7 separate regions of the Mus musculus genome follow, and all the other regions are linked to region 1. A link is a contact called in public HiChIP or PLAC-seq and promoter capture Hi-C data. All regions are on one chromosome and are shown on one strand. Each heading gives the region's core, a stretch centred on a gene start, on an enhancer-like site or on the middle of the called end of the contact. The rest is flanking DNA. Distances are from core to core; before and after follow the strand shown.

Region 1 (4,288 bases), core at 914-3,413:
ATTTGAAAAAGCACAGTGGCAAGTATGTTAGGGGAAAATACTTAACACCTGTGTAAACATGAACCCGTTTCCCCTCCGTGGTTTGTGATAAGTCACAATTTTATAGCAGTAGATAGGTATGACAGTTAATCCATGTACATCAAATGTTGCTCTGTTTTGTGTGAGGTAGACTAACCTTGTGGCTCAGGCTGACTACAGGAGGCAATCCTACCCCAGACTCCCAGATGGTAGAATTGAGGTATAGCTACCAAGCCTGGCATTGATTTCTTTTAGGCATATTTAGCCTGCATTCTGCAGATTTATAAATGTATTGAATAAAGAGAGCTGGTGATTTCAAACTCTATCACAAAAAAAAAACAAAAAAACAAAAAAACAAAAAAACTAAGCAGTTATCTTTTTATCAAAAGGACAATTTTTCTGTAACGTTACTTGCTGAAGACTCCAATTTGCAGTGGGTTTCTTTCCTTTAGCATTTTATTTATTTTTGTGTTGCTGGAAATTGAACTCAGGATTTCATGAGTGCTTTGTAAGTACCCCAAGCACTGAGTAACACCCCAGACCCCTCTCCTCTCCTCCCCTCCCCCTCCTCTCCCTCTCCTTCCCTCCTCTCCCTTCCCCTCTTCCTCCTCTTCCCCTTCCCTCCCTCTTCCCTCTCCCTCTCCCTGTAGACCAGCTGGCTATGAACTCCCAGAGATCTGACTGTCTCTCCCTACTGAGTTGTGGAATAAAGGAGTGGGCCACCATACTTGGGTCTCTCCCAGCGTTTTCAAAGGTGCTTTTGATTTGCACGGAAGAGCTGACACATATGTACAAGCTTTGAAAATATGCAGCTCATTATAAGAATTCCAAAAGGTTGAAGTCATTTTTATCTTTTTCTGAATCTTGCTGTGTGTGTGTGTGTGTGTGTGTTTGGTCCAAGAGTAGGCATGGGTTTCAAAGCAGATGTTTAAAGTTTAAAATGTTCAGCAAGGCGGTGGTGGCACACGCCTTTAATCCCAGCACTTGGGAGGCAGAGACAGGCAGATATCTTAGTCCGAGGCCAGCCTGGTCTACAAAGTGAGTTCCAGGACAGCCAGGGCTACACAGAGAAACCCTGTCTCCAAAAAACCAAAACCAAAACAAAAAAAAAAGTTCAGCCAAGAGATAGGTCTAAAACTTTTGACTATCAATTTAGATGTCAGGCCAATACAAAACTGTGTGTAGCTGACAACGTGAGGGTGACTCAGATGATTTTCACACGTTTTAGAAATGTGGCTTAAAGTAAAAGAACTAATTCCTATTATACATTAGTGCCTGCTTGATGCCTTAGACACTGACAGGAAAGATGACGCCAATAATATAAAGTGGATTATAAACCTACTAGACAATATTAGGAATGTTTCAACACAATTTAGTATGAATAATTGGATTTTTCTGGCTGGTTTTTGAAACAAGGTCTTTTGTAGCCCCTGCTGGCCTTGAATTACCATATCTGGTTGCCTCTACTCACCAAGTGTTGGGATTATAGTTATGCACTGCCTTGCCAGGCTGATAAAAACTTTTTGTTTGTGCTTTCTGGGAACTCTGATAACTGAATACAATGTCAAAACTTTAGTGCAGTGACTGCCCAAAGAGATTCTCAGAACAGTACACAACGAGGAAAGCCGAAGCAATAAAAGAAGGATAAATTGAGACAAATGTTCACGCTCTTTAGGACGTGACTGAATTTTCCTACTGTTTTCGTATTCTCCTGAGTTGTTTTGCATACATGTCTAACTTAAATTGTGTCTGAAGGATGTCAGGGGAGAATGGAACCCTTTGGCTTAGCCTTGTAAAGCAAGGCAGAGTTCCCGGACTGTTTAGGACGCGTCTGAACACAGTTGGCGATCCAGATTCACTTAGGGTGAAGGAGGGCTACATCAAGGTCCTTGAACAAAGTCTCAGAGTCCCTCTGCCTTTGCTCCTCTTGCCGGGGGTTCAAAGCAACCTGTGCGGCCGGGCACACCAGTCTCTCATCTTGCAGAAAAGCGTCATCCCGCAGCCACAGACTCCGGGCCGGGAAAAAGGGGGCAGGGCTGGGGCCAGGAACGCGGCGGCGCGCAGGCGCGGCTGGAGGGACGCGGAGGGGGGCGGGGCGCCGCCGGGCGGGCGGGACGCGCGCCGCCGCTCCCGTTGCCGCTGCTGCCGCCGCCGCGTCAGCAGCGTGCCGCACGTGCCCGTGTTTACGTCCCTCGTGGAGCCGCAGACGTCACAGCCGAATGGCAACATTGTGGCGACGCTGAGACTAGCGCTTTAGGAGTCTGCTTTCTGGTTCTGGTTCTGGCTGGCTGGGCGCTGTTGGCCGGGGGCAGAGGGGCGGCGGGGAGGTAGGCCCCGGCGGGCGAGCGGCGGACGCGCGCCTCAGCACGCAGCCCCGCGGCTCCGCGCAGGCCGGTCCGGCGGCCCAGGGCCCTGCGCTGCGGCAGCGAGCGGCTTGTAAACAGATCCGGCCGCACGTGACCATGTGAACTACCTGCTCCGGGCCGCGTATTGTCTCTTCTGAGAGCCGCACCACAAAGGAGCCGGTGGGTGAGCGGCCGGCGCGCTAAGATGGCTGCAGGCGCCCCGCAAGGGTGAGCTGGGGGCGCGGCCACCGCGGAGACTCGGCCGGGCGGGCGACCCCCCTCGCCGGGCACCGGAGCTACCATGTCGTTCGCGCTGGAGGAGACACTCGAGTCCGACTGGGTGGCGGTGCGGCCCCACGTATTCGACGAGCGCGAGAAGCACAAGTTTGTGTTCATTGTGGCCTGGAACGAGATCGAAGGCAAGTTTGCTATAACCTGTCACAACCGGACGGCCCAGAGACAGAGGAGCGGTTCCCGGGAACAGGCGGGGACGCCCGCGTCTGATGGGAGTCGCGGTCCGGGCAGCCCCGCGGCCAGGGGTCGGTCAGAGGCCGCTGCCTCTGCTACAGCAGCGCTCCGGAGTCCCGGGCCACGGAAAAGCCAGGCCTGGGCCGAGGGCGGCTCTCCGCGCAGCGCGCGCAGCCTGAAGGGGGATCCTCCTCGGGGTCCCGCGGGCAGAGGACCGGAGAGTCCTCTCCGTAGCCCCGCGCGGGCTAAGGCCAGCCCGCTCCGCAGAAGCGCCGAATCCCGAGATGCGACCGCCAGTGCCACGCCAGCCCCGCCGGCGCCCCCGGTGCCCCCGGTGTCGTCGGTGCGGGTGGTGAGTGCCTCCGGGGCGGTCTCCGAGGAGATCGAGGTCCTGGAAATGGTGAGGGAGGACGAGGCGCCACAGCCGCTCCCGGACTCGGAGCAGCCGCCGTCTGCCGCGGAGCTGGAGTCTCCGGCCGAAGAATGCAGCTGGGCCGGGCTTTTCTCCTTCCAGGATCTGCGAGCCGTGCATCAGCAGCTGTGCTCGGTAAACTCCCAGCTGGAGCCGTGTCTGCCGGTGTTCCCCGAAGAGCCGTCAGGCATGTGGACGGTGCTGTTTGGGGGCGCCCCCGAGATGACCGAGCAGGAGATCGACGCTCTATGTTACCAACTCCAGGTATACCTGGGCCACGGCCTGGACACGTGTGGCTGGAAGATCCTTTCTCAGGTTCTTTTCACCGAGACGGATGATCCGGAGGAGTATTACGAAAGCCTCAGCGAGCTGCGGCAGAAGGGCTATGAAGAGGTGCTTCAGCGGGCCAGGAGGCGCATCCAGGAGGTGAGTGCGGAGTCCGAGCAGCGGTCCTAGTTTTCACGTCTCACTGCCAAGTGTTGGAGCCTGGGTTTGGGGTCTGCGAAGTGTCTTCTTTTCTAGCCGCGGGAAAAGGAAGAACAGGAGGGCTCCTGATCGGCTTTCTTTACTTATCTCAGCGATGGATCTTTGGGAAGTTTTGAGTTTTTTTACCCCTCCAAAAAGTACCCAGTTTACTAAAAATACAGGTAGAGATAAAAGCATTTAGAAAAACAGGTATTCTGTAATCTTAAACTAAATGAATGTTACTCTCCCCCTAAAGTAGCTTGCCCAGACATTAGCTCTTCTTTCAGGGTGTCATGTTTATGTACTGAAAATTGTTGTCTTACCGATCAAAGTTGATCTGCTTTTGTTTGCCTTGTGTGCTCTGGCAACATAGGTAAGTATGAAATTTTACTTTTCAGCGTTTTGCGGTGCTCAAAGTGTACCACTGAACTACACCCAGCCCTAAATTTATTTTTTAAAAAGTGTGTTGACTTGACCAAATGAGAATTGACATAAGTAAGATTTTAGACTATGAAGTCTTTACAGATGGCTCAAGTTTCACTCCTGTTTTAGGGAGAAGGTAGGTCAAGGGCAGGAATGC
Region 2 (4,288 bases), core at 644-3,143, 890 kb after region 1:
TTGGAAAACAATATATGGATACAACTGAGAGACTCAGCTTCTGATGACAGTGTGAGGTTTGAGGGGTTCATTTTGTACTAGTGGCTGAATCCAGCTAAGTGCATGCTAGACAAGCATTCTAACATTTAGCTAAAGCTCACGCCCTCACATAGCGATATAAAACCATGGTGTGAGCGCTGCTCACTGCACTGAAACCTACCACAGTGAGACCTTCAGCAGCCCTGAGAAACAGAAGTTATGATTCTGTGGGGAATGGCCAGGACTTGGTTCTTTCCAAAGCCCTAAGAGGGGGATTTTAGAAACAAGTCATACATCCTGGCAAAATATCACTCATACCAATATTTTTTAAAACTCACTTAAGTACTAACAATAAATTCTCAGAACCTGAAGTCAAGCACCTGTCAGGAAAGATCTTCACGGGGCTTCCAAGAGAGAAGGGCTGATGGCCCCAAATACATGCAATTACTTACTATACAATGAAAAGGGTTGCATCAAATTGAAGAGTATCACAAAACAACCAGAAAAATGGACTTGGAGGTGCTGCTCAAAGAGCACTTGCCTAGAACTTACAGCACCAGCAAAGAGAGAGAGAGAGAGAGAGAGAGAGAGAGAGAGAGAGAGAATGAATATTTGCAATTTTCTGAAAACAATCTTTTCTGCCCCTCTTGGTCTAAAAAGCCTGAATGGGTCATATTCCTTCGTCCTTCCTTTCCAGACATTGAGGGGACGGGCATCATTTTACTCAAACCAAAAAGCCCCACTTTCCTCATTTCTGAAAAATGCCAGCTTGACATACAGGGCCACCTCTAAGAGGACAGGACTACTATAGGCCACTAAACCTGATGGGTCCAGAGACACAGCTTAACCCCCTACAGCACGTACAGCTGGCTCCCATTGTCCTGACGTTCAAAGTAAACAAGACCAGTCCTGCACCTGAATGCCCACCCACCGCGATCAGATTCGAGGTTTTGTTTTTGTTTTTTATAACCCCTTAAAACCTAACAAAAAGACAACATGGGAGAAAGACATCCAGATGGCTTTACCTAGTTCGCTGTTGTTTTTCTAACCCTGCAGGAAAAAAAAGGGAAATTAGCATTAAAGGGCTAAAACCTAATAATTCTCTCCAGTTAGGAGCCTCCTATGGCTTGGATATCGTGAATTTAACTGGCAAGATTACAAAACAGGTTCCAGCAAGATGAGTTGCAAAGAAGGGAGCGAAGGCTCGTGCCCAGTCAGGGTTGGGTAGGGTCCGGTCGGTAAACCCATAAAGCAGGGCTGAGCCTTCCCTGTGCCTAGACTTGTGTCCGGGAGTTTGCAAATCGGATATCCAGACGTTCTCGTGAATACAGAGCCCCATGTTCTAGACCTGGAGATGCCAAACGCGGCCGCCCTGCTCGGACTGACCAGTTGTGCTCGGAGTACAGAAACAGAGATCTTGTCCAACCCCACGTTTTTCCTGGATTTATCCCACAGGCAGTGCAGTGGCAGGAGAGCTACGGAACTCAGAGCCACTACTCGAGGCTTCGACCGGAGGTGACACGTCCTGGGAACCGATGGGATCCTCAGCTCCAGACCCGCTCGCCCTGCCAGCCCGGAATCCCGGAGGCCGAACACCGAGGTCGCTGGGGTTGCCTCTCGGGCTTCCCCGCGTCCCTTCCCGCCCACAGGGTTTCCAGAACTCGAGCTTGGCTCGCGTCGGTGTCCGCGATTCTGATAACCCGCGCGGCAGCCCGCCTCGCTCACCTGGCCAGCACAGCACCGGGCAGACATCACCGCGGCCGACGACCTCGCCTCGGGGACGCTGCCCGCTGGGCCCGTCACTCGGGCCCTCTCGGCTTGGTCCGCGAGCGCGCGACTGAAGAAGCTCGTCTTGCTTCCTATCCCCGAGCCCAGCAGCCCAGCTGAGAGCCCCGTACCCTGGCCCGAAAACAACCGCCGCCAAGCCCCGCCCCACAGGCTCCGCCCTAAGACCGCCCCGAGTGTAGGTTCCGCCCCATATCCTAGGCCCCGCCCCTTGAGCGGCCCGGCGGATGGCTATGGCCCCGCCCCTTTCCGGGCAGCACAGTGGGCTTCTTCCTCTCTGGCACTTCCGCCGGAGTTAGACCAAGGGAATGCAGTCTTTACAAGCTCTCGGGTTTTACTGACCCGCCGGGTTTCGCGGCGCTCCTCCGCCCCGGATCCAGTAAACTAGATCCGCTTGCCTTTGGTAGTTAAAACCGTAGCCCTAGAGGAAGACTCCCTCCCGAATGCCCTGCGCTGGTCCCTCCACGAGGGCGCCACTGGTATGGGACTGCGATCGCCTTACTCCTCAGGCATCTACCAGATCCACGTTCGGGAAACCCCTCTGTTCCCGCACCCCCTCAGATGCCAGGTCTCCCCAGGCGCCTAGCTGTTCCACCTGCTGTTCCCGCGGAACTCTGACCGAGAGTCGATCTGGGAACCTAGGTTGGGGTCCTAGTTGCCTCTCAGCTGACCCACGTTGAAAGGAGGATTCCAACATTTGCTTGTTGGATGCCAAGGGAGTGCCAAGTTTTGCTCTCTACCTGAATCTCTTCTCACGGTTACTTCAAATGTAAAACCATTTCTGTTAGTATGATTTTTACACCAATGCCTTTTTGGTTGGAAGAGTATTTCAGATAAACATTGCTGTACCCGTGTGAGGAAAGTGACAGCGGATAAGTAACTTGAATAGCTTGCCTAAAGCCTTGGGAAGTGAAAACGCCTAGCTGACAATCCTAGCCTAGCGTCTGATCCTCAGGCACAAAACCCAGGACTTGACCTTCCCTGGACAGAGCCTTTGCCTATAGTGTCTTGGGAACTTTAGGAGATAGAAACTAAAAAAAACTGTTTTTGATAATCCGTGCTTTAGTTATTACCAACGCTGAATCTTCTGGCGTCTTAGATCCAGGAGTTTAGAGTAACACACACAACCGAGCCCTACTTGGCGGTTAAGAAAAGTTATGAAGACAGTGGCTGTAACTAAAAATAAGAAGGTGTGGGAGGAGCAACCTGCTGGGTGGCAGCCTGTAACTCAGAGCCAGGACCTCCGCAGGGCTTCACAGCGAGCTCCATTGTTTGCTGCAGGGCGGTCACTAGACTTAGAACTTCAGCCCCTGGGGAAACCGGTCTGACACCAAGAGTTTGTCTTTGTGGGAACCGACCAAGAGGTGGGGGAGGGGGGTAAACTGTCCAAACCTTTGAGCTGGAACTTACCCACTCTTTTAGGAGACCCCTCACCCAGTGTCCCAGTGTCACTGGATTAGGATCAGAGACCTCGTAGTGGACTCCTGTTTTGCTTTTGTTTGTTTGCCAGCCCTATGCAAGCACTAGCTTGAGGGTTTCTGAGTACTGATGTCACTATCCTAGAGAGAGCATGCCTCTTAAAGACCTGGAGAGATAGGGCGTGGAACTCCTTTGTACAGAACTTCCCAGCATGCATGAGTTCCTTCCCCAACATGCCAAAAATAATAAATAGTTTGTGGACATGTCAAATGTACACTAAGATACCCCCCCCCAAAAAAAAAAAGTTAGCAAAAGCCTTAACTTCCAGAGTCAGGAAGTTGCAAATTCTTAGCTTCCCTAAGAACAGGCTGGATAACATGGCCTCTTTGAAGCTCTGGCTTAACCATCACTTGTATTCATGCGGGTGTTTAAATGAAATGAAAAAAAAAAGTGATTTGTGATTTTTGTCTTCTGGCCTCAGCCCCTTCAAGAGTTGTGCGGACTGTGGTGCAAACATGTGGCATGTCACGTACAGCCAGCTTTACTGTTTGTGCTTGAGGTAGGATGCTTGCCTGGTGTGCACTCAAGTTTTCTGAAGATGCTATGTGGTGCCTCTTTCTTAGCACAGTAGTGTTGAAGTCTGGCAGACTAGATGGACCTTCATGATTTTGCAAAGATGGAATATTGTAGATTGAAAAATCAAAGTTATCTTTGGCTTGTTGGACCCCAAATATGGGGACCCCCACTCTAGTCCAGGGACAGGAAGCACCCACGAACACAAGAATCCTCTCTTGTTGTAACACGCACGAGGTTTTATTGGCAGAGCTCTGGGCCGACACGTACCTCACACAGGAGGCAGGGGAGTCGATCCTGGGGCTCGGAAGCTAGGGGTTTTTAAAGAAGCAAAGGGTTAGGAGTATGAGGAATTTTGACAAAGGTACGGGATTGGTTCATTCAAACAATAACAGAAAGATTACAGGTCAGCAAGAAGGGGCATCAGGGCTTTGTTCCTGTGGGCTGGGAGCTTATCTTTGTTCACATAACAACCAGTTGATGTATGGCTTTA
Region 3 (4,288 bases), core at 548-3,047, 790 kb before region 1:
TTTTAAAAATGAAGATGCAGGGTCCCTATTTGGGAACCCTAATGCAAACTCTTGGGGCTAGGAGACGCACAGGCCTGGGTGTCTGCCCAGGAACTCCGTGGGGTTGGAGCAGTGAGTGCATCTTTAGCTTAAAAAAAAAGAGAGAGCGAGAGAGAGTACAGTTGGAAATTTCCACCAGGCATTGCATGCTCAGCTGATCTCTATGGGCTTGGAACACAGAAGTTAAGTATAATAGTCTGAATACTTGAGTCATCTGGGGGATCCTTGGAAGGATTGAGAGCCCAAACAATGGGAATCAGCTGGATAAGGTCAGGTTCAGGAGAGATGAGACAACCCACAGAACAAGGGGCAGGGTAGGTACCCTCGCTGTTTGCACACGTTCAGCCAATATTTACCTGGATTTAAAGACATGCGGGGCACGTTTTACGCAGTTTTTCATACTTATTCTTTAGCCTCTAACACTCAGAGAGGTTAGCACAGGAGCACAAAGTAACTTTTGTAGTTGAGCTTGGATTTCAACAGGTGCTGAACCCTGAGTCAGAACCAGGTACAGGCAGCTGCCGAGGATCTGGGAGCAGAGCCCCCAATCTTAGATTCTTTCCACCTTGTGGTGATCACTGTTGGATGCCTACTTCCTAATTAGTTGGCTGCCTTAGAAGCAGCTGCTTTGTCATCCCAACCTGGATTCTACCAGACTACAGCACGTTGTGCGTGGGTGGGTGGGTGCGCTTTCACATTGGGGAAAGTTATTATTGCCTAGGTGACTTTGCCTAGCGCAAGGCCCTCAAAAAGCTATGGATAATTAAATCTGGGTTTTTCCAGTTCTTAGGTCCCTGCCAAATAAAAATAATTCTGGGTTCACCCAAGTGCCCTTCTGTTAAAAGTGGAAGGAAGGATAGAGTTGAGAAAGCCATGTCCTCTCAACAAGTTCCGGGTGGTGCAATGACTGATATGTCATTTACTGTAGTTTTCAATAATCATTCCCGGCACTTGGAAGAAAAAAGGCAAATATTAGGAGGTGTGTATTCTGCATCCAAATGCCTGAAAATAAACGTCAACAATTTCTCTTCCATTATCAGTAACTTGAGGGTCTGGGTCGATAGACTCTGCCACCTACTCGGCCGTCCCACGTGCCCCCACCCCCCATTATTTATGAGTGGGGAGGGAGGATGGGAGACAGAGGCTGCCCCCCCCCCCTCCCCGCAGTGAATGTTGCCTTTTCTTGGAGCAACTCCGGATCCTCAGCGCGAAGCCGCTTTCCGTGACTTCGCAGTAACCTGGGATCGGAGGACCGGCTGGGTTTCCCAGGTTGGGGTGTGTCGGGCAGCGATGTTTTAAGTTGCTTTAGGGTTCCTATCCTCTCTGGGGTCTGGAATCTTTGGTGTCTGCGGCGGATGTTTTCGCACCTCAGCTACTCGCTCTCCAAGTCTTGTCTCCCCCACCTGCCACGTGGGACCTGCGCGCACCGTCCTCCCCTACACAGGCCACCACCCCTTCCCCAAGCCGCACTAGGTGGGTCCACGGCCCGGGGCTTGGAACCTGCCCTCCGCCTGCGCTCGCCCTTCGGTCGGAGGCAGAGCCCGGAGCGCAGATCCAGGCGGGAAGGGACGGCCGGATGGCTGGGCGCCGCGGGCCTCCGCCGCACCGGGCATGCTCAGTGGCACGGCCGGCTCGGTGGCCCGCGAGCTGCACCCGGATCTGTGCGGCGGCGGCGGCGACGTGAGCGCGCAGGGGGGCGGCGGCCTCGCCTCGTCTGTGTCTCGGCGCCGGGCTCGGGTGGGTGACGCGCAGTGCCGGGGCAATGTCGGATTTTGACAGCAACCCGTTTGCGGATCCGGATCTCAACAACCCGTTCAAGGTGAGCGCCCGGCCGCGGCCCTGGCCCGCGTTGGGCGTCGCGGTGGCCGTGGAGGCCCTGTCGGGAGGGTCTCGGGACGCAGCGTCACCACTGGCCGCGCCACCAGCCAGGAGGCTCGCACCGGGCCGCGGACCGGCCGGACCGGGAGCCGGGTCCGGAGCGGAGCGGGGCATGTGTGGCCGCCACTAGTCCGGTCGGCACGGCGGGCCGCGGGGCGGGGGCCGGGAGGCCGGGGCGCCCGGGCTGGGGTTGTCATGGGGACCTGGCACCGGCGCTGCGTGCCGGTGACGGCCAAGGTGTGCGGGAGAGAGGCGCGGATACACGGACGCTGCGATAAAAGGATAAAGGGGTGTTTTTTATTATCAAAACTCGGTTGCTCCCAGAGCCACCAGTGGCGCTGCCAGAGGCCCCCTTCCCCACCGGGCCCAGTTTAGGGGAACGGGCATCAAACAGAAGTTAAAAATAAATAAACATCTGGAAACAATAGTGCACACGGGCATCTCCCCACCTAGCTGCTGTTAGGGAGGTGGACCCTGGGCCATTTTCCAAGCTGGGAGTGCGTCACCGGGGATCCGAGCTGTTTGAGGATTCCGTTCCTCACGTGAGTGAGCTCTTTCCTTCATGGAGTGGACCTGATCGGATCCCAAGCCTCAGAAGGGCTTGGCATAGAAATAAATGCCTAGGCAGGCCATTTAAATGTTAGGCATCTGCTCTAAAATTTAATGCCGCGTCCGAGAACTTTGCCTTGAAAAGTACTTTGGTTTTCTTAAAGACTGTGAGGCATAGCAAGGCAATTTCTTCCAACTGTTGGCTTGGTTAGTTCTTTCTTAATTGCTCTGACTGTGTGCAGCTCAAACTTTAATTTGTAGTCTCAAAGGTGAAGTAGGAACTAATTTGTGGGCACCCAAGTGCTGCTTCTGGCCTGTTGGGTTTACCTCTTTTTAGTCCTTTTGTGGCTTACCTGCAATATTGAAGCAAAAGGCACCCCTGTTCTGATGGTTTTAACCTCATGTCTTCATGAAGGATTCTTTTAATGAAGTTATCCCCCTTATACCTGACAGCTGGACTCATTTTGCAAAACTACAGAGAAAGCTGTTATGGTTGAGTTGACTGTAACTTTCAACACCTGGTCCTCCCGATCTATTCATTTGCTTTTTTGTTTTGGTTTTCATTGTTGTTTTGAGACAGGGTCTCACTAGGTAGTGTACCTGGCTTTGGAACTTTCTTTCCTTCTACCTCAGCCTGCCAAACTCTGTAATTGCAGATAAAAGGCTCAGGTACACTTTAAAGGGCGGTCCATGCTCCCTCAACCCCCTGAAGTTTTTGTTTCATTTACTATTGGACTCACTTCCATGTAGTGAAAATTGGATTATTCTGATATTATGGATATCCAAAAGAAACATTTCATAATTTGTCAAGTGAGTGTCATTTAAAAATAATTAGAGATGAAACATTAAGAGCCCATTAGTCTCTCCTAACTTAGATAATTCAGTGATGCTGTTTTTAAGCATCTAACCACAAGGCTGTTGGTTTTATATCTGGACATCCAGTTCACAGTTCCTTTCATATTAGTCTCTTGTTAGGGCAAGATCCTAGCTTCTTATCACAAATTGATATTTTGTAATATGTGATCTTACCATGACACCTCCCGTTTCTGCTGGGCATAAGGTTGCTGTGATAATTCTAAACACATATAGGTTTTAAGTATTAATCATGGAAGAAAATGATTAACATTTTCTGTTTCTGTAAGGAGATGCATTCAGGACAGTGATTATCCAAGTCCATAGAATGTTCTAAAGTCTGGATAATTTGTGTCTAAGGAGGTTTGGCTGAGTATTTGTACCGTGGTTCTCCACTTGTAGTGACTGTCACACCACAGACAGTGTCCCTGGCTTTATCTTTGCATTTGTAACTAGTTACCCTTCTGTCTCTCAAAGGAACCTTTATATCTACAGGAGGTTGTTTTCCTTCTGCTTCATTTTGGGTAGAAGTGACTTTTGAAATACTATTTCTTTTTCATGCCCTTGTTTACAAAGTTCCCAGGACTCTTACTGTTACTTTCTGGTCGATTTTCTTTTTAAATCTTGGTGTTGACATTTTGTTATCCATGCTCCATAGTTCATTCCTCCTTGGTGTTGGTTTGTGTATTTGTTTTTTGAGACTCTTGTAACAAAAGCTGGCCTTGAACTCCTGATCATTGGATTAGCGGCCTTCGTCAGCACACCTCAGGCCTCTGGGATGTTGTTTTCACCCGGCACTGTTGTGTTAGGAAACTTTTGTAAGCATCTTTATTTGAGCCCTGAAAATCATTCAGAATTGAATCTCCTAAGATGATCTAAGGCTTACTTGATTTTATTGCTTTGCTGCCTTCAGTTCCTGTGTCTTCTTTGAGCACCTGTTTTACCCCAGTGACTGTGGTAGGCCCAGTGA
Region 4 (4,288 bases), core at 511-3,010, 770 kb after region 1:
AGACAAGCTAATTACATAATATAATTAGCATTATGGTTTTAGCTCTCACCTCAGGCAGGGGCTTTTTAAGAGGATCATGGACTTAAAAGATAGATCTGGTCCAACCCATTTGGAAAGCAAAAAGGGACCACCTTGACACCCATCTCATAAATATTCATAGAAATTTCTTTAAAATCCACAAAGTGGGCTGCTAAGATCCTTTGGGTCCTTCAGCCTCTCTCGAGGATACTTTCCTTTGCTTTGCTAAACAGACTTCTGCTTATACTGTCGCTTGGCAGAATTCTTTCCTCCAAGAAGACAAGAGCTAAGGAGAACCTTCACCAGGTTACAGATACAGAAGGTTCAGTATCATCCTGGTAGGGCCCACAAGGCGATCAGTCCCCAGAACAGAGCTCACCTGGGCCAGGCAAAGTGTCTGTCCCAGAATGGCTGGGCAGAAGTCCCTTGAGTTCCACAAGAAAAGGGCACCGCCTTCTTCTCCAATCACTCTGGTTGTAGCTATGAAAGTAATGGGTGCTGTGATCAATTTGGCCACACTTTTGGACTGGATTTTACCCCATTTTGAATGTGAGTGAGTGAGTGAGTGAGTAAGTGAGTGAGTGGTTCTCTGCTTGTCTATACAAGGGAAAGCCCATTGTCTGCCTGCTCGCCCAGATCCAATTTGATCATTAATGCCAGTAGTTACACCTGTGACTATAACAATCATATTGGAAAGCCTAGAGACACATGCTCACCAACCACACCATGTACAAGCTGGGGCAGGCCTCTGAAGGTAGCACCCCAAGGCTGACACGTGACCAGCACACTGAAGTGCGGGTCGTGAACCTTACTCTGGAGAAATGCCGCAGTGGAGGACCCCAGCCTAGGACCCTGGCTCTAACTCAGGCGCACTTTCTCCTGCTGGTGCCCGCTTCAAAGTGGCAATTCCAAACGGCCTATCATCTGGATCTGTATTTGGCAGCTCTGTGCATTCATTAGACATTTTATCTGGTCCCCTACAGAGAGTCCCAGTACATCAGCTCTCTGAGCTCCTTGAACACGGCAGCCTCTTTATTCCTGCCTGAGCCATTCTGTAGCCAACATCTATCTGCGGCATTATGTGAGGTGCGGTGTGTGGTCTGAGAAGTGATACCGGTCATTAAGATGGAGAAGAGAGAAAGAGTCGTGGTCATCGGTGCCTATGAGAGAAGACCCACGGCTGGGCCTTGGCTCTGGTGAGAAAGACCAACAGCCGGTGCCTGGCATGTCTCCGGGGACCTGGAATGACGTGTGCCTGGGCACAGCTTGCATCTCTGGCCCAAGAACCAGCTGGCACCAATAGAGCAAAGAGAGGGTCCCGAGTTTGTTCAGCCAGCTGGCAACATCCCAGCCCTATCTATCCCTCAACCATCTGGAAAATGGAAATGAGACCTCTGCTTGCTACCGAGTTCCTGGGATTTACTCATGAAGCCCCCACATACCTAGAGGAGGCTGCCCTGGTTTAAACTCTTGCTCGGCCTCTTTTGCTCGAAATAGCGAAAGTGACCCATAAATCGGTGCTCTCTGCCAGCAGCTGTGAGGGTCCTTGCCATTTCTGCTCTCCCACCCCATTGAAGGGAAGCCCCCTGCAGGCTCCTGCTGTGGGCCAGCCTCGTCTCTGAAGCAGAGAGTCCAACATCAGATCCAGCGGCTTTTGACTGGGGCTGAACGTCTGCTAGTATGGGTGCCGCTCCTTGCTCTATGGCGCCCCCTGGCTCTCAGCCAGGTTGCCCTGAATGCATATTCTGACTAGAGACAGGGAGGCAGAGCTTCTGCATGCCCCACATGCTTCCCGATCATGCAGATGTCACTGGTCCAAGTAAGAAGTGCTAGACAGCACAGCGGGAGGAAACTTTAGCCCAAAATGCATTCACATAGAAAGCTGGGCTCCTGGCCTAGCTGCTGGGTTAGAGCCCAGTGTAACGTTCTCTTAGATGTTCCAGACTGTGCAGAAATGGACCAGAAAGCCACGTCACTTGGCCTGCCCATCATTCCTCACGGCAGCAGTGGCACACAGCCTCGGAAACTAGGTGGCATTTAGCTGGGTATTCAAGCCAGACCCAGCAGTTCATCTTCAGTTGGGACTCTGGGATCTGTGGCCGAGGACAGCCCTGTCTAGGAATGTACCTGAAAAACACCACAGTCCTTTCCCTGTGGCTTTGCTAGACTTACCCGCCTCCCTCACCCACTCCAGCTCCAACAGGGTCCGGCCAAGCCTGGGGTGGATTCCTTCTGGTTAATTGCTTTTTTTCCTGGCAGGGTCTCTAAGTTCATGGAATCTGCCTCTTGTCAAAGGCAGAGTGTCAGTTGACCATTGAGCACAGGCTGCAGCTAGTCATGGGCACTCATTTTTCATTAGCAGCTCTCTTTCTTCTCCATACTTACTACGGTCCTACCACTCACTTTAGAATGTTCAGGAAAGTGGTGAAAATAAGACTGAGTCCGACATCAGATCCAGCTCCCTGCCAGCCTGCCCAACCTCCTGGCCTGGCCCAGCTCTCAGACCTGGATCAGTGTCCACCGTTTGGAAAATGACTTTCCGATCTGTGCAGTGTATAGTTGTGATTTGTATTCACGTCTGCACAGGTTCCACCGCCCCTGAAAGTTAATCCTGCAGCCTGCCATGCTGATCTGCACAGCCTTTGCCCGTTGCCTTTGGTACTGGACTGTGAGCTCCCATGACTTTCATCCCAGCGTTCCCAGGACTGACCCTGGACGAGCACACCCTGTGCCGGTTTTTCCAGCTACCCTCTCTGTGCTGCTAAACGGTGTGAATTCAGATACACAATCGATCACTACTCCACTTGATACGAAGTTGACCATCCACAGAAGCTTGCTGTCAAGTGGCCCTGTCTAGGAGTTGTGCACACCGTTTTCAAGTGAATGGGGTAGACACAAAATCCCATCTTATAGAGCAGGAAAATGTCTCTGCAGCTTGCTTCCCTCCATAGGCTGGGGTGGAGGGGTGGAGCCATCCAGTTCCCCATCTGGGTGAGAATTCCTCCCTTTGAGAGGTGTAAACAATGTCTACCCTAGTCCCAATGACAAGGCAAAGATAGATTCTGCCCAAGTTCACCCTGGGGGACCAATGAGCTCATTAGGCTTATTTACAGCGCATGGGTGACATTAAGTCAGCCCATTAGGTCTGTGCCAAGCATGGATGACAACTGCCATGGCTGCTCAGAGAGAGGCTCTCCTATCAGTCTTTCCCAACCTCTAGCGCCTCACTGGATTCCCACCCCTTCCACACGCCCAGCATGACCAGTGTAATGTATTCCAACGGCTGAGAGCGGTAGCCAGACACACAGGTGACAGCCAATGAGCCTCCCCCTCCCTCCTTCCACAAGGTGAATGCCAACAGTTAACAGTTCTAGCTGCAATGACTTTTCAAGCAGGCCTAGCTGAGCTGATGATAACGGCAGCTGTTTTGCTTGGAGGACAGCTTTCTGCTGTGCTTGATGGCCGGACTCCTTTGTTAGTAATCAAGAAGTATACTGCCCTCATCTTCCTTGTATCTACATACCCAATATAATAATAATAATAATAATAATATAATATAATAATAATAATAATAATAAATATGGTTCTCAGCACCAATGTGAGAGTTTTACTGAAATAATTTTCAAGAGACACTTCACCATTGAGCGGGGCTAGGAGGAACTAAGCTGATAAAATATTATGCAGGATCATTGTTGCCTGGTGTGCGTGGTGTTATGAATAGAAAACATCTCCTGTGGGTGTGTTAATGCTTAGTCTTTTGGGGAAGTGCTGGGAACTTGAGGAACTGAGGCGTAGCTGGGAGAAGTTGCAGCAGCCTACCTTTGAAAGTTGTCCCTGTACTTTCTTGTTCTGCCGTCTCTCCCTGCCTCTCTCCATCCCTGTCCCCAACCGAGAATAGCCTTTGCCACCTGCCCCTACCTTCATGATGATTCTTCTCACCAGAATAAACAGATCCAACCATGAAGGACCTCTGAAACCATGGACTAAAATAAATCTTTCCTCCTTGTAACTGCTGTCAGGCATCTGTCCTAGCAATGAACAACTTAACACGCACACAATACTCCAGACCAGGTCTAGCTCAGTCTCCAGCCAAGCACTGAACCATGCTGTGAAACTCCATGGTCCTTTCACTACCCTGAATATATTAAGAGTGTCTACTGTATTCTTATTTTAATTATATGCTCTGAAGCCATCAGCCACCAATTCAATCTCTTCCTCCCAATTTCAGTTTTCAGCATATAGCTGTGCAGGCTGCGGTACCTGTTAAATC
Region 5 (4,288 bases), core at 773-3,272, 750 kb after region 1:
TGTGCAAGAGAGAACTGTTCATCCCGGGACTGGTGTGATGGCCTCGGCTTCTTTATAGGACTGTTTTGTTTCTGTTGCTGCTGTTTTGTGTGTTCAACTGCTCTTGTTGAAATGCAGTCAGGGTTCACGCCCCAGACTTGCAGCACGTGTGTGGTGTGCTCCGGGGTATGTGGGTTGCAGCTTCCTAGCCAGGGTGGGAGGTACCAGGTAGACGGATGCATCTAGTGAAAATAAGGCAGTGAGAGCTGATTCATGCTCTGTTCTCTGTGCCCTTGTGTCACCTGCCTCTGTTCACCACACAGGGAGACCAGGTGTGGCCAGGCCCTTACCTGATGGAGCTCAATGTGCCTTTTCTGTTCCAAAAATGAAATCAGAGCTATAAAAATATGATCCTTCTAAGTATATAATTTTAGAAAAGTCCATCTGAACCCTAAAACTGCAGAGAAATAAGAATTGATTGCTATACAACCAAAGGAAATAGCTCCTTGGAACCATTCCTAGACTCACATGAAGGTGGCATTTAAACACAGAGTAGTGTGTCTGAGAATTAAGTATTACAGTGGTGTTGACAATACCCATACAGGAGCCAACTCTTAATTTTCGAACAGAACGGCATGCTCAGGCACTTCTTGGTTTACCCTGGGGAATTAATTGGGGAGTTTAACTTAAAATCAATGCAGAAGAAAATGATGCTCGGGCTGGAGAGATGGCTCAGTGGGTAAGAGCACTGACTGCTCTTCCAAAGGTCCCGAGTTCAAATCCCAGCAACCACATGGTGGCTCACAACCATCTGCAATGAGATCTGATGCCCTCTTCTGGTGTGTCTGAAGACAGCTACAGTGTACTCATATATAATAATAAATAAATCTTAAAAAAAAAAAAGAAAATGATGCTCAGGGTAAAACGCCATTGCCTCTCCGAGGCGAGGCGCAGCTCACCTTCCCCATGACACTCCACAAGGGTACAGAGCACAGGGCAAGCTTTGGCTAACTCACTCCGGGGTATTGAAGGCTGGCATCCAGGGGCTTCTGTCCCTCAGTGCTACTATGACAACTGAAATTGCCCCCACAACTGCCTAAAGCTACTGATCAAGGCTCTGAGAGTCCACCAGTGAAATCAGCTAGACCAAAGAAGAAAGCGCAGGGCTTCTAGGTACAGTATCCAGAGAAAATAACTCACAAGACAGTGAAGCCACAAAACCACTTGTCCGTGATGTCAAGCTATTTTGTTTTAATTCACCAGCAAGTACCGATCCAGGAACTATGCACCTGACACCATGCTGGGCCTGTTAAAAACCAAGTTAGGGAGCCGTGGACTCTTGGTTCCTGTCCTGGGGAACTTCTAACCTCACTGGGGAGGGACCAACTAGAGTTAGTGGAAAACAACATGTCTGAATAAAGAGGTAAGTACAAGAGTCGGAAGTGGCACCATGTTCCTCACCGTGGACACCTGTGCTCTCTGCAGGGTGCGCTTTTATGAAGGCTCGGAGTTGGTGGCTGACTCTGGGGTCACCATAGACACCACCATGCGTGGAGGCCGACTTGGTGTGTTCTGCTTCTCTCAAGAAAACATCATCTGGTCCAACCTCAAGTACCGCTGCAACGGTAACCTTCATGCTGAGTGCCCCTCAACAGCACAGGGGAGCAACCAAGAAATCTTATTTCTATAACATGCATCCTCCCACCCCGCCCCCCCCCCCCGCCCCAAAGCCTCACCACCACGTGCGTGATGGTGATGTACCCTGCATAACATAAGAGGAAGGCAGAGCCAGGCTTTCCTGCTTCCCAAATCTGAAAATTGAAACCCATAGAATTTAACTGCATGTTTTAGAGTTAGGGGTTCGGTGAGAAATTCCGTCAGTTTAATTTACAGGCAGCCTTTCTTTTTCATTAGACTCAAACATAATCACAGACTAAAAAGGCACTCTGCCTGCTAATTTTCCCTAGGCCTATGAATAAGCCCTGCTGGGCTTTAAGCCAAGGATTTGCAACAAAGCAACCTGAAGTAGAAAATGGCTGCGAGCCTGTGGGAGTCTCAGGCGAGCTGACAGCGCCCCCTACAGGAGGCCTGGGCGGCATGTGGTGGCCATGATTCCAGCCTGGAAGGATCCTCATTAACTAACTACCACCCCGATTCTTGTTGCAGACACCATACCAGAGGACTTCCAGGAGTTCCAGACCCAGAGTTTCGACCGCTTGGATAATTGAGCCAAGAAGCAATCCCACAACTGCCTTCTCAAACACCAAAAGCAACATCTTTTTTAAAACTTCCTATAATTCTCTTTATATTATCATGGCTTTTCTTTTACCAGCCCAAATACGTCAAAACTTTTTATATGAATGTGGAAATAAAGAAGAGACTATTTCTAATAACCATGGTGCTCAGTCGTTTCTAATGGAAGCTCAGGCTTTGGTGATGTGTGTTGTTTTCTGAGGAATCCTTGATAAACTTACCAGATTGGTTTTATTCCCCCACCCCCACCCCCTTGAGTATGTACTGTGTGCCACGGAGCACGGGTATGAACCGGACAGCCAAACCAAAGGTCATTTCTGGGGTGACCCTATTTAGTGCCATGCTAAAGCCTGCTTTCTGTTCACACAGACTCCTCATTCTTGGAATGTAGTCTCCAGGGAAGCCCCCCACCCCCACCCCAGGCTTCGGGAGGAGGTGACATCCTGAGAAACCTGAACTAAGCTTGCCTTGTTCTTCTGACACCCTTCCCTCAGCCTTTCTGTCACCTCCTTCCACAGACACTTACGGATTTGGCTCCCCCTAGCGTCCTGTGAGTCAAATGGAAGAAAACAGATCTTGTCATTCTATGTCTGTCACTGTATTCAGATCCCACAGTACCAGGCAGGAAGCAAACAGCCAGTAAGCATTCGCTGGGCAGTGAAGGGAGAGTGGCTGCCTTTGAGGTAACAAAAACAGTGGGATGTAGGGTCTGGTGACAATGACAGTAGAGCCAGTCACCATGTGTACAGGGCAGAAGCTTTCTGCAGCTGTGTACTAGCCGATACTTTCCAGTAGTCAATCAAGATACCCAGAAATTTTATAAATCCCCTTGAGATTTAATTCTAAAGAAGTTTGGCAATTTATTTTATTATTATTTTATGGTTTTAGATGGGTTCTCATATAAACCAGACTGGTCCCAAACTCTCTGTGTGACCAAAGATCACCGTGAGCTTCTGGTCCTCCTGCCCCGACTTCTTCATACTAGGTTTAAAGGTATGCATCATACCTGGTTTCGTGTCCTGCTAGGTATTGAATTCTAGGCATACTAAACCAGCTGAGCCTCAACCACAGCTCAGCAATGTATTTTTCATTCCCATAATTCCCTAGAGTATCATAAATTATAAACATTCCTCCCACTTTTACCATGGCTATAGTATTCAGAGTTCACATGGCTGCCAATGACTCTTCTCAATCTCTGGGTGAAACACATCTACAGCCCTTCCTAAATTCCGAAATCCCTGGGCAGGGAGGGGGACTCAATGACAGGAAATGGTTACCTTTCAAGCACCCCTCTTTTACAGCTAACACCAAGGTAGCTTCTGAGCTCTACCACTCTCATTCTTCACTCTATAGTACAGGTACCTGTAGAGCTATTCGGATGCTCTCGCTCTGGGCCTCTCGGTGTTTTACCAGGCACTGTGAGGAAGGTTCCAGATCTTCTTCTGGAGAAATACTTCTTATCACTGAAGCCTATCAAAGCATGTACACAAAATACTGTCATCCACTAGGCAGGCGTGTTGTCTGATCAGATCTAGGGAGTCTAGGTTTAATCTTTGCAGCATCCTTCAGATCTCACCTTCTTCCTGTCCCCTCTTGTGTGATGTTCCCTCTGCCTTGGTGGGATTGATATAGGTGTCTCACTGAGAGCTGAACACTCGGACAGTCAATCTCGGGGCTTTGAAGGGTTGAGGCTCCTCTGCTTCCACTTCAGCTGGAGCATCCCTGGTCAGGGTTGACAACAGTGCCAGTCTATAAATGCTTAGAAGGCAGATTGTCAACATGTCAACGTATTGAAACAACAATAGGTTTCCTCTAGATCCTGTCATCTCCCAAGCTCTTGACCAGGTTTACAATACCGGACGTGAATTCCCTCCTGTGCGGCGGGCCTCCCATCATCCAATTAGAAAGCAGATCTTTGCCCCCCATAACCTTCATATCCTGTTGCACCAGTACAAACATTTTGCATGTTGGGGCCACTACTAGGGAAGACCATGGACATCTTTTCTCTCTTGAGAAGCCTGCATAACACTGTGAAGGCTAACAGACAGGGAGGAGG
Region 6 (4,288 bases), core at 703-3,202, 700 kb after region 1:
CTGCTTGGTGCTCTTTTGTGTCCCACTTTATGCAGACTCCTGGCCTGCCTACGGAGGAATGGCATTTGGTCTGTGAGGGAACAGCGACATCTGACCCACTGACCAAAACCTCCCAGAACAGTCACTGAGGGAGTGGTCCCAGTCTGTGTCAGAGAAAGCTGTGGTGTGAGGCAGTATAACAATTGTTCCCTTTGCGTTTTGGGGGGCCAGGGCCAGGGTATCATTATATAACACATGCTAGCCTTGAATTCACTTCGTAGTCCAGGCTGACTTCTAACTCATGATTCCCCTGCCTCTGTGAAGCCCTCTGAGTCCTGGTGATTGCATCTACATACCATTACAAGCTTTGTTACTTGTAGTTTTATAGCTTGGGTGTCCTGTAGTCACCTAAATTTGTGTGTGTTTCTATGTGTGTGTGTGTGCGCGTGTGTGCGCGCGCGCGTGTGTGTGTGTGTGTGTGTGTGTGTGTGTGTGTGTGTGTGTGTGTGTGTGTGTGTAACCTCCTGAAGAAGATTCTAATGCACTCATCCAGCTAAATGTTGGCTTTTAAACGTGTAAATATTCATACACTCTACACTCGCTTCAAGGAAAACTTACTCTGAGCGAGTTGTACGGAGCATTTAAAGGCAGAGCTGTTCTGTCTAAAGGCAGAGCTCTTCTGTCTAAAGCATAGGCTAGAGCCCTCCACCCCTCTAACCTTGAGACTCAGTTCGGAAACCTGGAGAAAATATTCCAAAGTCTGATCCATCTCATTATTGCATAGGGACGCATACCTGCCCCTTTTGTGTGTTTTCAGTTCTAACTGATAGGCATATGGTGACCCATTCTGCCTAATGCACTAGATAAAACAACATTACAGAATGCCCAGAGAGGCCTTTATTAGACACCAAAGAGAAGATTGCTGAGAGGACAGCTCAGATCTTCGACTTATTAGCTGTAAACACAATCAGGAGTGGAGAGGGATTGGAGATAGAATGGTGGGTTAACCACCCAGCTGGTGGTAGATAGCTTCTACAAATGGAATGCTTTGAGAATACAGATGAGATAGGTCTAGAAATCCTCTGAAGCCCTCTGCACTGGTGGGGATTGTTACACAGGGAATATTTTTACTGCCGCTTTTCAAATGTTTTTCCCTTTAGTTAATCCATGACACCCTCTGAGGGCTCTGCCTGGGAGGAAGAGGGGCCACTCCAGTGCCCCTGCTTTGTCTTCCTAACCCCATAGCTTCAAACTGAACCTTTAGAAAGTGTTGTGCTGCCCAAGGTGGGTGCACAGCCCTTTTGCAAACTGGCCTGAAGTAAATCATCCATGAGACTCAGTATCTCCATCTCTGCCTAACTGTCTGCGTGGATACCTTGCGACATTTTTATTTCCAACACCCCCGCATTAAATAAATAAATAAATAAATAAATAAATAAATAAATCAATCCTTTCCACTTATCACTCTTTCTGTCTCAAAACTTGGTGGAAAAAAAAAAATTCATCATTTCAATTGTTCAAGGAAAGCTTGTAGAAATACACAAATCCTGTGGGGGAATCAGCAGTCAAGACCAGTTGGGAAAGCAATTAAAGTATTTAGAGACACGTCCAAGTGATGTTTCTCTAAATAACATAAAAAGTAAGAGGGAAAAGCATAGAGGTGCTCAAGGCTAGGGGACCAGAAGAGGCCTCCTCCGCTGTGGCCCTCTCTGCCCAACCTCTGTCCCTTCCTCAGCACACTTCTGTGTCTGCCCACCCCTTCCCACTGTCCACCTCATTCCATTCCGTCTGGTCTCCACACCAGCGTTTCCCTCGGTGGCCCACGCTCCCGGTTCCCGCCGTCCCCGCTCTTCCTGGCAAATGGGGGATCCTGGCCAAGGGGGCCGCCCTGACTCGGTCCTCCCCCGCACCCTCCCCCCCCCCGCCCCCCGGGCGGCTGGACCATAAAGCGCGGGCTGCGGCCGCGGAGCCCAGCAGCCAGCGCCCCTCCGACGGCTGCGCACTGCCCTGCCCGCCACCTGCGCGCTCACTGCCCGAGGCCAGCAAACAGCGCCCTACGCCGGCAAAGCCACGCCACATTGTCGCCTGCACAGCCCTCAGGGAGCAGAAGAGTCACCATGCCGGCCCCACGCGCGGCCGCGGCCGCCTTCCTCCTGCTGCACCTGGTCCTGCAGCCGTGGCAGCGGACGAGCGCCCAGGCCACACCCCAGGGTAAGTGGCTTCCTTTGGTCCCCTTTGCATCCAGCTAACTGTTGCTGTCCTGAGATCACCTAGAGGGGCCAGTTTTGCACTGCTCTGCCTGGGCTCCTGAGGCCTTGCCATGCACCTCTCTGTTCCTCCGGGACCAGAATGGAAGTACATCGTTATTGAAAGTGATGAGGAAAGTCTAGAATTTTCTCCAATTCCTTTACCCAACCACAGGACCAATTCCTTAAACTATAGTTTGGAGGGGGGTGCAAACTAGTTTTCATCATTCACTGTAGAATGTGCCACAGGGTCATTGGTCCTCTGGCAGGGGTTGAAATCCTGGTTGTCTGAAGACCAGTGTCTGTTCCCTCCAGTCCCTTCTCTCAGGGAAGCCCTGGCACCAAGTGGCACCACCCGTGAGCAATGCTGCTTTGCTCCACCCGCCTTCCGTGCTTCTTACAATCAAAGGTTAGCTCCCCCCCTCCCCCGGACTCAGTGTGGTTACTTGAGACTCTTTAGAAATCGATCTTTTTCTGTGAAGAGGCAAAAAAAAAAAAAAAAAAAAAAAATTCAATATTTGACAGGGAGTTGAAATAATTTTCAGGTAGAAAGCACTTACGGCTAAGCAAAATTTCGTATAAAGACCACAAGGAAGCAATTACTACAGCCAGGAAGGATCTCGGGGCTCGGGCAGGCTGTGCACATTGGCCTTCCTCGTGACACTGGGCACCTGGATTGGTTTACTATGGACGAGAATGAGGAAAGCCAGAAGCAGCACAGGAGGAGAAAAAGGTTTCCTTCCCGAGGCTGAGCAAAGCACGCTGAGCAGGCAGTCTGTGTTCCCTTCATGCCACCACAGTGGCCACCCACTGCACCCAACAGTCCAGAGGTTATTTTCTGTTATATAATATCTTCTGTTATATAAATTCTTGACATTGGAGCACACAACTTAGTGGTGTAGGTTAGGTTTGGATTCTACTTCTTTAGACCAGACAGTGAAGACTTGCATTCAAGTGATATAACCTAACTTATCCTGTTAACTTAGTTTCTGCAGACAATCTGATTAAGTCAGGTGTCTGGCAGATTCTTTTATAGAATTATCAAGTCGGCAATCAGCAGCTCAACTGATTTAATTCACTTATCTCCTTCTCCCTCTGGGCCAGGCTGCTAGCCCTGAATGAGCAGGTATTCAATCCCCGTGCTCATCGGTAGCAGTAATTTCACCTCTAACACTAGAGGCTCATTGCTCAGATCCTGGTACTTCTACTGAACTGTAATAGCGTTAGGTAGCATCTTATTTCCTCCTCAAAACACTCTCTAAAGTCATTGCTCACTTACCCAAGCTCAGACTCAAGAGCAGCAAATGAATCAAACGGGGAGCCAGGCAGACTGAAGCTCTCATGGAGAGCCAGCAAGATCACAGGCCGGATCGAAGTTGGAGCCGGCATGAAGCATCAGGAGTCAGTTCAGAAGACAGTTCTCAGACTCTGAATTTATGTCTGTCTCCTGGAGGTGCCTTATCTAGAACGGAGTTTTCAAGCACAACACTTTATCCAACCTTATCCCCCATTGGTGGGAATGATACATTTTCAATTCTTTAGAAATTATAAACCCGTTTTTGTAGCTTGAGGATGTGGGGCACTAGAAGGATAGGTGAGATGTTTTGCTTTTCAACTCAGCTAGTATTAAAGTCGCTATTATGTGAGGGCTTCTAGGGGGAAAGAAACAGCAGAGAAATAAATTATCTGTTTAAAAAAGTAGACATTCTCAAGTAACTACGGTTTTTCCTGTTTGCCTTAAATTTTTATTCAGTTTTTAGTAGAAAGCAACACTTGTTCATTGTAAAAACCAAACCTAACCAGAATTGCCAGAAAATAAACAACAACAAAAAAGTCTTATACAACCTAGAAATAGCTACTGTTAATATAAAGATGTTATTGAATCAACTTTTGTTTCAAATCTTTGTCTAAACAAATAAATCACTAAAGACAGCAAGTTATACGTATACATAACTTTGTAACTTTTTATAACTTTATCATGAACAAAAATGTTCTGTATGAAATTAACTACATTTCAAAAACATGGGCCAAAATTAATTTAGTCTGTTTTGTAGTGTAGGACA
Region 7 (4,288 bases), core at 1,245-3,744, 660 kb after region 1:
AAAGTCTCATCTTCCATCAATAGTGTTCATTTCCAAAACAATATTATTGTACTGGACTGTAACTCAGTGGTAGAATGTTTCATTAGCCAAACAAGCAAACAAACAAAGCGGACTACCCACTTCAATGGGAAGGTAAATGTCTAGGAGAATTCAGCTTTGTCATAATATAAAAGATCAAGGCTAATACAAGAAATCTCCCCTTTAAGACGCCCCCCGCCCCCAACAACCCTTTTTGTTCTTTCTAAACAGACTACAACATTTTCAACTAAGTCACTGAAATACTGTCTGTCATACTCAGAGATGCTCACCACAGCAGGGAGAAGTTTCTCTTCCAGGAGAGCGATGTAAGCCAGTGTGTCTGCCCCTTGTTTTGCTGAGAGCTCACAGTCAGCATTATATTTCTATCAAAGAGAAAAACAGTCTCTCAGAGGTCAAAGGACATTCCTAGGACAAGGGAGATAAACAAGTTAGAACTCCTATTCTCCCTCACAAATGTCAAACCTAACATTAAGAGGGAGGAATACTAACCAATGAAAACTTTCTTAATGCACCATACACAAAAAAACCCCAATGTTGCTTACAGCTTGTCAACTACATTCTATTGCTTTCATGCTTATCAATGACCTTTGTTCAAAGTATGGCACGTGGTACAAGTTAATGAATAAAAGCAATTGTTTTTCATAAGGAAGGAAAAAAACATACAGTTCATTAAAATGTTTTTTTTTCCATAAAAAAAGGAAACTTCTCAATTTAGAAACGGTTCAAATTTTAATGGTACAAGATTTTTTTCTTAAAGTACTGACAAATCACGTATACCCGTCATGTTTATAGGAATCATTTTATGTTTAAATATCATGACTTACTACATAAATATTTACACTTCACACACTTTAGATACGTGCTTTCATAAGGCGTGTAACTATCAGATAAGTGCTTTTTTAAAGTAGAAATACAAAACTCAGTATTCAACTCAGTGGTAGAACGCTTGCCTACCAGTGACTACAAGGTCCCGTATTCAAATCTCAGCATAAAACCAAACCAAACCAAACAATAACAACAAAAGTGATCAAATAAAATAGTTGCCATATGATGGGAACTCGGGTGTCACACTTAGCATGAAATGTATAGTAACAACAGGACTAAAGTGATAACATTATCAACAAGAATAAGTCTGAATAACTAAATTGAATCTTATATCCTTTTCAAGAAATTCACAATAAATACATTACATATACTTCATTAAACTTCCAGATCACAGTAAAATAAAATGCATGCCTTTCAGCACCAGTAAGCAAGTCTTTGTTTCTCTATTGTCAAGATCCAGGCATTCCCAGTTGCCCCAAAAATTAAAATCACCTTATAGTGAACTAAAAATAAGTCATACAGGATGCCAGGTGTAATTGTCACACCCACAATTCTAGCATTTAAAGCCAGTCTGTGCTGCACAGTGGCAGCATAGATTAGCATGTAACCCAGTCTGAAATAACAATAATAATAATAATAATAATAATAATAATGAGTAACATGCAGAAAACTACCTACTTCTTCTAAAGGAGCTACCCACCTGTTTTCTTAGAAAGTTTAGAATTTTTGCAGGCTTAGAAACAATGCTGTCTTCAGTTGTCAAAATTGGTACATCACCTATAATCAAAAACAATTTACACACAAGCAAACACCGTGATTTATTCTGAAGATTACAATGCCTTAAAAACTACACCAGTTGGCACATGGAAGAGTATGGGTATAAACTTCTGTGGGCTTTACAAAGGGCAGCACTAAAAAACATTTTCGTCTCTCCAATTTTCCAGGTTTGTCTTGTACCTTTAGTTCTTACTCGAAATGACCAAACACAACCAACACACAGCCAAGGTCATTCTAAGAAGCTAAGACGCCCCAAGTACTCTTGGGCTATATGGCTGTAATGCAGAAAGGGATGCAACTGTTGAAAAGGGCAGAGAGGGGGGCGTTTGAAAGCTTATACTGTACCTCTTGACCCTCTCCAGGTGTTATCTATAATATTGATTTTCAAGGGCGCGCCAGAAAACTTGGCATAAGCCTGAAACAGAGTTTGCAATAAGAGATTTTAGACACTGAGAGCAGGCTTGCAAGGTCTGCAGCACGGCTCTGACTGATGCACCCTCAAAGGCAGCCTGAGGCTGCCCACGCCCCTCCCCCGTCCGCCATCGGGGACGCGCAGGCTCCCCGCTCCTGGGGACCTCGGATGCAGGAGGCAGGGCCTGAGGTTGCGGGGCCGCGTGTGTGCTTCTCCAACTGCAGGAACAGCGCCGCCGGGCCGCCGGGACCTGACGCTTGCAAGCGGCCCGCCGGTCTCCAGCGGAGCCCGCGGCTAGCCAGCCCAGTCCTCCCGCGCCCTGGCCCGCGAGGCGGCCTCACCAGCACCACCAAGGACTCGCTGTGGACCGAAGGGAGACCCCAGCCTCCTCCCCAGCAGCTGAGCTCCATGGGGGCCGCCATCTTGCCGGGGCTGACCTCTGTCACCCGGAAGTACTCGTACCGCCCACTCTCCAGCACGTGGAATGGAGGGGGGCGGGACGAGGAGCTGGGACTGACTCCTTGGGGCTTTGGACAGAGTCAGAAAGGACAGCAGCAGGCCTTTGAGAGAAGGTTTAGCAACCAGACTAGGAGCTGTGCCGGAAGGGAAACAGACCTCCTAAGAGTCCTCCAAGTATTTATTGCATTCAGTATTAATGTACAACAAAACTTGAAAGCATCACTATGGTATATATAAATCTGTACAAAAGTAGTTTAAACTGACATGGAGGTCGTCGGTACAAGTTTGCGATGTTCAGTCATTGTGATGGTCCTTTGCCTGCCTGCCTTTCCAGTCTCAATTTCAGTTGGCATTCTTATGTTAATGTGATTCAACCTCATTCAAAATTAACCCTGTTCCTAAGTTTTTAACAGGGGACTCCAACGTGCACACTCCTTTAATTCAGAATGGCTTTCCTCTCTAGTGGCTCTCCCCAAACTAAGTTTAGTGTGGCTGGAGAGGTTGCTCAGTTAAGAGCAGTTTTTGAAGACTTGTCTTGGTTCCCCCAACCTACGCTGTGTTCACAGTCATTTTACTCCAGTTCTTTGAGACCTGAGTCCCTCTTCTGGCCTGTACCGGCACTAGCCCTTCACGTGGTGCATACGTGCAGGCAAAGCACACACATAAAAAGATTTTTTTTTTTTGAGTTAAACTTAGCTTTTTCAAAATCATGAATTTCTTCCAGCTTCCTGAGGCTCCCTGTATGCACTTGAATTTTGAATTTTGCTTCTGTCCATATTCACAGGCCTTTTGCCATCCACTCTACAGAAGCTCTTTGTGGCTTCCTAGGTGTGGGGCCAGTGAAGACACAGAAGGTCTTGTGTTTAGAAAGGCTCTTCATTCACGTCATGTTCTGCTATCACTCTCTTGAGGTCATAATCTTGGTGCAAAGGGCTCTGCACTTTTATTTTAGACTAAGCATTGTAAGTCATTCAGCCAGTCTTGTCTTTGGACCTAATGGGCATGCACTAAATATTAATTTCTCAGAAAAACCATTAAAGAAAAAACTTGGCAATGTGGAGATTTGGGCATACTGTTTGGATCTCAGAATCAGGACCTGGGAGCTGTGTGATTTTTATAGACAGAACAATAGTCTTTCTGGAACAGCCCTTTTGATACATCTTTGGGTTTTCTATTTTCCTCTATCACAAGAAGATGCTAGGGTCCCCTTCAATTGAAACCTATTGCCGTAACAATAATATTCAGCAACATTTTCTAGGCATTTTTCTGCACAGTAAGGGGGCAACTCTCCAAAATTACAGTTCTGATTTCCTAAAGTCTTTTTTAAATATTTTGCCTCAAAAATAGTATATCTCAAAAATGGAAAGAAAAGACATTCCAATCCTAAAAGTCCATTAGTCACACTTTTTAAGTAGGAAATGCTTAGCAAATGTATAGTTGAAACTAAACAACACATTTATTGAGCAGAGAGTACATCTGAGGTACTAGGAGGCTCTGGAAGAATACATAGATGGATGTGGAGTGTCTCCTTAGGAATGTATAGTCTACAAACCAGACATTACACATAGGTAAATATAAAAAGCCATTGTTCCACTAAAGAGATGGCTCGGCTGTTAAAGGCTAGGTTACAACCAAAACTATAAAAAGCCATTGTCACAAGTAAATGTAGAGATTTATAAAATATTAACAACACAGAGGAGGAACCATGCATCACTGTAGGATTTTTGGGGGATGGCTGGGCCCCCTTCATATTAAGAAGGTAACTTAACTTTCTGA

What was found. Promoter capture Hi-C pulls out the DNA fragments that hold promoters and counts their contacts. HiChIP or PLAC-seq counts read pairs in DNA pulled down with a chosen protein or histone mark.
Region 2: an H3K27ac HiChIP or PLAC-seq map of microglia shows a contact between it and region 1, with 7 times the contacts expected there. The contact joins the promoter of Serinc5 here to the promoter of Jmy in region 1. A contact is called at or near these places in 1 of 39 promoter capture datasets (liver), 2 of 484 Hi-C or Micro-C datasets (CD8 T cells and embryonic stem cells) and 8 of 115 datasets of contacts at active chromatin or transcription factors (bone marrow-derived dendritic cells, cardiomyocytes, embryonic forebrain and 5 more).
Region 3: a contact with region 1 is called in an H3K4me3 HiChIP or PLAC-seq map of embryonic stem cells, with 8 read pairs. The contact joins the promoter of Scamp1 here to the promoter of Jmy in region 1. A contact is called at or near these places in 1 of 39 promoter capture datasets (liver) and 3 of 115 datasets of contacts at active chromatin or transcription factors (bone marrow-derived macrophages, embryonic stem cells and pancreatic cancer cells).
Region 4: an H3K4me3 HiChIP or PLAC-seq map of embryonic forebrain shows a contact between it and region 1, with 2.7 times the contacts expected there. The contact joins the enhancer-like site here to the promoter of Jmy in region 1. A contact is called at or near these places in 2 of 39 promoter capture datasets (the C10 cell line and pre-B cells) and 7 of 115 datasets of contacts at active chromatin or transcription factors (bone marrow-derived macrophages, embryonic forebrain, embryonic limb bud and 4 more).
Region 5: a promoter capture Hi-C map of hippocampal neurons shows a contact between it and region 1, with 8 times the contacts expected there. The contact joins the enhancer-like site here to the promoter of Jmy in region 1. A contact is called at or near these places in 7 of 39 promoter capture datasets (the 3T3-L1 cell line, the C10 cell line, embryonic stem cells and 2 more), 1 of 15 datasets of contacts at CTCF or cohesin (pro-B cells), 7 of 484 Hi-C or Micro-C datasets (cerebellar granule neurons, cerebral cortex, cortical neurons and 3 more), 13 of 115 datasets of contacts at active chromatin or transcription factors (astrocytes, embryonic forebrain, embryonic limb bud and 8 more) and 1 of 9 other capture datasets (embryonic stem cells).
Region 6: a promoter capture Hi-C map of second pharyngeal arch cranial neural crest shows a contact between it and region 1, with 5 times the contacts expected there. The contact joins the promoter of Thbs4 here to the promoter of Jmy in region 1. A contact is called at or near these places in 7 of 39 promoter capture datasets (the 3T3-L1 cell line, the C10 cell line, cranial neural crest and 4 more) and 2 of 115 datasets of contacts at active chromatin or transcription factors (cardiomyocytes and embryonic stem cells).
Region 7: a contact with region 1 is called in an H3K4me3 HiChIP or PLAC-seq map of bone marrow-derived macrophages, with 5 times the contacts expected there. The contact joins the promoter of Mtx3 here to the promoter of Jmy in region 1. A contact is called at or near these places in 9 of 39 promoter capture datasets (the C10 cell line, the HPC-7 cell line, cranial neural crest and 5 more), 1 of 484 Hi-C or Micro-C datasets (embryonic stem cells), 6 of 115 datasets of contacts at active chromatin or transcription factors (astrocytes, bone marrow-derived macrophages, extraembryonic endoderm stem cells and 2 more) and 1 of 9 other capture datasets (macrophages).

Annotation. Positions count from the first base shown.
Region 1 is chr13:93,497,683-93,501,970 of GRCm38.p6, reverse strand. It overlaps Jmy (junction-mediating and regulatory protein), which reads left to right and starts at 2,163. Exons shown (of 11, transcript NM_021310.3): 1 at 2,163-3,669. The coding sequence starts at 2,665.
Region 2 is chr13:92,608,743-92,613,030 of GRCm38.p6, reverse strand. It overlaps Serinc5 (serine incorporator 5), which reads right to left and starts at 1,893. Exons shown (of 12, transcript NM_172588.2): 1 at 1,744-1,893. The coding sequence starts at 1,770.
Region 3 is chr13:94,282,790-94,287,077 of GRCm38.p6, reverse strand. It overlaps Scamp1 (secretory carrier membrane protein 1), which reads left to right and starts at 1,797. Exons shown (of 9, transcript NM_029153.1): 1 at 1,797-1,858. The coding sequence starts at 1,802.
Region 4 is chr13:92,730,968-92,735,255 of GRCm38.p6, reverse strand. No RefSeq gene overlaps it. Among named protein-coding and RNA genes, the nearest start is that of Gm41018, 26 kb to the right of the region's middle. Within about 2 kb of position 1,760, at least 22 of the 459 cell types and tissues checked have an H3K27ac peak or open chromatin away from gene starts, as enhancers often do. A contact at or near this core is called in embryonic forebrain, where this site is marked.
Region 5 is chr13:92,749,670-92,753,957 of GRCm38.p6, reverse strand. Thbs4 (thrombospondin 4) reads left to right here. Exons shown (of 22, transcript NM_011582.3): 21 at 1,465-1,604; 22 at 2,146-2,372. The coding sequence ends at 2,207. Among named protein-coding and RNA genes, the nearest start is that of Thbs4, 43 kb to the left of the region's middle. Within about 2 kb of position 2,022, at least 55 of the 459 cell types and tissues checked have an H3K27ac peak or open chromatin away from gene starts, as enhancers often do. A contact at or near this core is called in cerebral cortex, cortical neurons, forebrain and 3 more, where this site is marked.
Region 6 is chr13:92,792,482-92,796,769 of GRCm38.p6, reverse strand. Thbs4 (thrombospondin 4) reads left to right here and starts at 1,952. Exons shown (of 22, transcript NM_011582.3): 1 at 1,952-2,190. The coding sequence starts at 2,097.
Region 7 is chr13:92,842,974-92,847,261 of GRCm38.p6, reverse strand. Mtx3 (metaxin 3) reads right to left here and starts at 2,494. Exons shown (of 9, transcript NM_001162945.2): 1 at 2,395-2,494; 2 at 1,987-2,056; 3 at 1,565-1,641; 4 at 309-401. The coding sequence starts at 2,475.